Linked DNA regions of Mus musculus: region 2 is linked to region 1. The links are chromatin contacts, called in public promoter capture Hi-C maps. All regions are on one chromosome and are shown on one strand. The core of a region is the stretch at or near the end of the contact, and the rest is flanking DNA. Distances in the headings are between cores, read along the strand shown. Region 1 overlaps Tbc1d16 (TBC1 domain family, member 16). Region 2 holds the start of Bahcc1 (BAH domain and coiled-coil containing 1).

Evidence for each region. Promoter capture Hi-C pulls out the DNA fragments that hold promoters and counts their contacts.
Region 2: a promoter capture Hi-C map of liver shows a contact between it and region 1, with 3 times the contacts expected there. The contact joins the promoter of Bahcc1 here to the enhancer-like site in region 1. A contact is called at or near these places in 6 of 39 promoter capture datasets (cranial neural crest, hippocampal neurons, liver and 2 more), 1 of 484 Hi-C or Micro-C datasets (liver) and 1 of 115 datasets of contacts at active chromatin or transcription factors (pancreatic cancer cells).

Annotation. Positions count from the first base shown.
Region 1 is chr11:119,213,856-119,216,446 of GRCm38.p6, forward strand. All of the region lies in intron 1 of Tbc1d16 (TBC1 domain family, member 16), which reads right to left. Among named protein-coding and RNA genes, the nearest start is that of Tbc1d16, 13 kb to the right of the region's middle. Within about 2 kb of position 1,301, at least 191 of the 459 cell types and tissues checked have an H3K27ac peak or open chromatin away from gene starts, as enhancers often do. A contact at or near this core is called in liver and pancreatic cancer cells, where this site is marked.
Region 2 is chr11:120,231,653-120,234,243 of GRCm38.p6, forward strand. It overlaps Bahcc1 (BAH domain and coiled-coil containing 1), which reads left to right and starts at 1,295. Exons shown (of 28, transcript NM_001347621.2): 1 at 1,295-1,455.

The DNA of each region.
Region 1 (2,591 bases), core at 51-2,550:
TTGGTCATGGTCTTCGACACAGAAAGAGAGCGGACTAGGACTGTTGGACCCTGTGCTGGGCACCACCTTACCGGTGTTTGCCACGAACCGCCTACTCTGAAGGACAGAAGTCCCCCGTTTACTTCTAAATGGATGGGAGCCTGTCTCTGCGACTCCTGACTTCTTTTCATGTTCCCGGAATTCTCCTCAAGCCACAAACCGCGCAGTTCATCTTTTATCTTGCTTTTTCTTATATCTTTAATGTTCAAAGAGCCACTTTTCATCTATCATATATCTACCTGGCAAAGCCTGGGAGCTGACTGTCCTCCAGTTTAGAGTGTACATGTATAGCGGTTTTATTACTGTGAATGTTTTTATGGGTGAATGATAAAAAGGGGCAAATCAACGATAACTTCATAATGCTGAGATATTTGGGGCCCTTAGCTGTGGCCCTGGACCTACACGTTCCATGTTCTCATCGGTGCCCTTCAGACATATCCATGCTGCACACCTGAGGAACACGTATGCATTCACACATAGGATCCAGGGATCTCACTACCACCGCTCCAATGGTTCAAGTCGTCACAGGCGCAGTTCAGGGAGAGGCAGGGGGTCAGGAGCTCCACTAGCCTCCTCTCTACACCGTCACCACCACCATATGAATAAACCCATGAATGACGCATAACAACACACAACCCATCTCCAATCAGAAACAGCAGGACTCTGGGAGACTGTTACCCAGCCCAGAAGTTCTCGCCGGGTGCATATGGCCTTACCCTTCTGCAAACCACAGCTTGTTTCCAAAGCCTTGAGAGTGAGCCTCCTGCAAGCAGCCTCCTCCCCTAGATACAGGCTCTGAGACTTCACCAGGAACCCCAGGCACACACACCCTGCTTCTGCTGCTATGGGAAGTGACTGAAGCTATTTAGAACTCCAGGTCCACCCCAGGGCTCTTCCCTAACCAGCTAGGGCCAGAGCTTGCCCAGGGAAGGGGTGAGCTGGGTTTGTGGGGAGGGAGGGGCTGTGGGGAGGGGGCAGTGGGGAGGGAGGGGCTGTGGGGAGGGGGCAGTGGGGAGGGAGGGGCTGTGGGGAGGGGGCAGTGGGGGGGGAGGGGCTGTGGGGAGGGGGCAGTGGGGAGGGAGGGGCTGTGGGGAGGGGGCAGTGGGGAGGGAGGGGCTGTGAGGATTGTTCCCTTGCCCTCTCTGAGTGTCTCTTCCCAGCTCCCTGCTCACACCAAGGCTTCTGCTGTGTTGGCTGCCATACCTGCCACCCTGTGGTGAGGAGAGCAAATGAGAGGCACAGCAGCCAGCAAAGCCCTGCCTAGGTCCTGTCTCTGGGGTTCTGGCTCTGACAGTAATTTTCTGCTCAGGGCCCATAAGTCATCCCTAACCCCAGCTGGGGAAAACTGCTGGCAGGAACCCAGAGAAAGAGAGCTGAGCAGGGCAGGCAACACTCAGCAGCCTGGGTGGCCAGCACCACACCAGGGCCAGTCTGGACAGAATGGCAGTCCTCAATCAACACTGCGGGTGGGGGTCTCCAACCTCTCTGTATGTGCAGGGAGCCCCCAAGACCTAGCTCTGCGGCACACAGGTCACGAATACCGGAGGCACACACGCGCTGCGTGCCGCACACACCACACCCCCAGAGCTCTTATCTGTTCTGATCCCTCTCCAGCTGCACAAATAAAGACACGTCAGCTGCCCAGGTTTCCAGCTCCGCCTCGAAACGCTTGCTGGACACCGTGAGCATGAAGAGTGGGGGTTGGGGAGCTCCCCACTCAGCAGCCCAGCGTTCGTCTGTCCAAGCGGCACTGGGTGATCAGAGCTAGTGTTCCCGGGCTGTCTCCAAGCACACTGTAGACTCTGTAGGGTACTTGTGCAGCTGGGCAGCCATGTCTCACAGTGCAGCCCTCCTTACCCAAGCTCTGGCTTCTCGCCACAGCCCCTACTGTCATGGCAAACCCTGCCTGTCCCATAAACAGGGCTTGGTTGGGTATCTATCCTCTATTGTCCCTTGGTGTGTCCTCCCAAGCCAGGGACCAGACAGAGGCTGATCTGTGATGTCATAGGCTCCTCTACACAAACAAGAAAGCAGGGACAAAGAACAGCCTCCGGTCTTTGGTGATCTAGAGGCCCTCTGGGAAAACTAGGACCCTATCCATAATTGAATTATTCCCTTGGACGCCAAGGTCAAGTCACCCTGGCTCCCCACCTCTTCAGGATGCAGCTGTTCCCTGCTAAAGGGGCCCTCATAGATCTGAGCTTCCTACTGCTGTGGCAGTGGCTGACGGAACTGGGGGTGGGGTCAAGTGAGCCCTTCTTCCCACCTGCCTTTCCTGTCATCGGAGAGCAGGCCCACTGGAGGTTAGGGGCAAAGGTTCTGTCCACCACACAGTCCCAATCCCTCCTCCCCAAGTCCACCAGCCTAAAACAGCCTACAGGATCCACCAGCATCCTGTGCCCTGGCCTCTTACCCATTTGTCACGGGGAAGCCTGCCAGGTGGCAGCAGGGCAGGAACATGGCAGCAGGCCAGCAGGAGTCAGAGTGGGTTAGCACGCAGCCTCACATTATATTTCCAGGATCCTGGTCAGACACCGAGCTCCTCCACATAT
Region 2 (2,591 bases), core at 45-2,544, 1.0 Mb after region 1:
GCCTTGTTTACACTTAGTGATGGACAGCCCGCTGGCAAAGTGCCAACCAATCGTGACCGTTTTGCAGAAGCAAGGGAGGCGGGGAAAGAGAGGAGACCACAGATCTCAGATTTAACTCCTTTGTGTCCACGCAGGAAAGAGACTGGAAAAATCCAAAGGAATATAGCTGTGTCGATTGGCATCTACTTAAATACTCCCCCCCAACACACAGAGAAAAAGAGAAGCAGAAATTATGTATTCATCGCCACTAAGACATCACCTCTACTTCTTGAGAATAAATAACATTTGGGTAGGCAACCAAATTCTAACCGAAATATTTGCTTGCAGAATATTTTAAAAGCGCTTTGATTCTGATTATGATAAAGAGAATTGTTTAGAGGCTGTTTTCCATTGTAGAGAGAAATTTGCGAATATGCAGGGACAGGCCCTGAGAAATGCTAAGCATGGTTTTCACACCATGACAACCACCCCTAAAATTATCAAGTGAAGATATTTTTAAAATCTAGGGGCTGATAGAAAAAGTAAATCCTTATCTTGGCAACAGAGCCTCGATTTTCATTTCGATTGTTGCTACGCTGCAAAGTGTGGCGGAGGGAGATAATAATTGAGAGCGGACAGATAGATGGCTGGCGAAGAAAGGTACATCTGCCTCTCGGGCAGGGGGAAGAAGGGCATATATGGAGCCTGTGGGCATGCCTCAGGCAGAAGTGTATTCCTAGTTTGGGTGGGGGGCGCCTGGGAGTGGAGGTACATCAGGGTAACTCAGAATCTGCGCTTGGAAGTTGGGCCTACGTGCAGCAGGTTCTGCCACCTGCCAAACAGACCCTTGGTATGGACAGAGCATCTGGTTTACAGCGTGAGGCTATTTCTTCTTTTTTATTTTGTGCATAAAAACAAATAAAAATGCCCCAAACCTTACACCTGACAAATTATGGAAAAACAAAACCACAAGTCTCCCCTGGACACGGACACCCGTTCTCACTATCCCTAGCTCCTCTCCCGCCCTGCGCCACCACATTCCCATTCAGCAGCAATGATCTGCGCAAAGGAGCTGCGCAGTCGCTGGGCTTGAATTAGGCGCCATCAGGCTTGGTAGTAGCCCTGCTGCTCCCTGATTGGCAGCTCCCTGGCCCGGCGCCAGCCTATTGGGAGGCCTGTTTACGCCGAATGAGTGGCACGAGCTCAGGGCCGTGGAGGGCCGAGCAGCCAATCAGCGCTCGGGCTGCTCCGGGCTGAGTGGCACGAGCTTATTAGTATGCAGGGCCCGTGGCTCGCCGCGCCGGGCTGCAGGTTTGAGAGCCGCTCTGGATGGGCTCGCTAGAGTCGTTGTTGTGGAAGCCGTGCATTCACAGTGCAACAGTCAGCACATTGAAAATACCAATAGGAATACAAACCAAAGTCACATTTACTGATTTAATTGTATTGCATTCAATTGTATCCAGGAAACAGCCTCCAGTAAGTAACTCAAATTGCTTTCATTTTTAATTTTTTTTGCTATTTTTATTATTTTATTATATTATTTTGGTTTTTGGGGGTTTACATTTTTAAGCAAAAGAAATTCAGGATTGTGATGTTAAATAATAGAGCTTCCCTTTTAAAATCCGTTATGATGTTGAAAGGCTTTTTTTTAAAAGATGGACTATATATATGAGTACGATATTTTTTCTTCTGAAAAATTTTATCGATCGGTTTAAAATTCCCCCCGTAATGCGTCCTTGCTTTGCTCTGAGCGCTTGTTGTCTCGATCGACACCCTGCATTAAAAATAAATTATCGAGACAGGACAGAGACCGCCAAGCTTCGTTCAGCAAGAGCCTCGCGGGTAGCCCCGAATGGACAGTCAGTGAGAGCCCAGTTCTGGAGGAACCAGGAGCGAACCCCAATTATTTGCTCCCCCATCTTACTCCCCTCCCCCAGCAATCTTGAATGGGCTCCGCCCGGTCGTTCCGTGGCGCAGGGAACGGTCGGCTCTCCGTGGCCACGGCTTTCCGGGCCTCAGTGAAGGGACAGGAGATTAGAGGGGTACTGGCAGGTTTTCAGGTTCCGCTCCCCACAGACTTAATTCTTTTCAGAACATTTCCCTTTTTTTCCCTCTCTGGGGGAGTTGGGATGGAGGAGGGGGGCTGAACAGTGGGGCGTCTTCATGCTGCGCGTTCTGGGCAGCACGCGGGCTCAGGCCAAGACCCGCGTGGCGTGGTCCGGGGACCGGTCCATTTCCCAGAGCGGGGGTCTTGCACCACCCAGTCCCCGTTCCTAGCTGGGCTGATGGGGGGGGGGCGGGTTTCGCAGGGAGCGGGTTGTGAAGCGACGCTGGAGCCATTCGCTCCCGGCGCGCTCCTGGCTGCGGCCTGGCCTTGCAGGCCCCATTGCGCCCACCCGCGCGGGAAACTCGGCAGGAGGGAGCCCACGGACTCCAGAGCTTGGCCTCCACCGGAGGACAAAGGCGTCTCAGACCCGGCGTTTCGATGCGAAATTTGAAAACAAAGCAAACCTTGAGGAGCTGGGGGTACGAGTGCTGCCCAAGCCTCAGGAGGGTGCACAATTCTGGGGGTCACGCCCAGCCACCCGGGGGAGGATTTCTGGGGTTCGGGT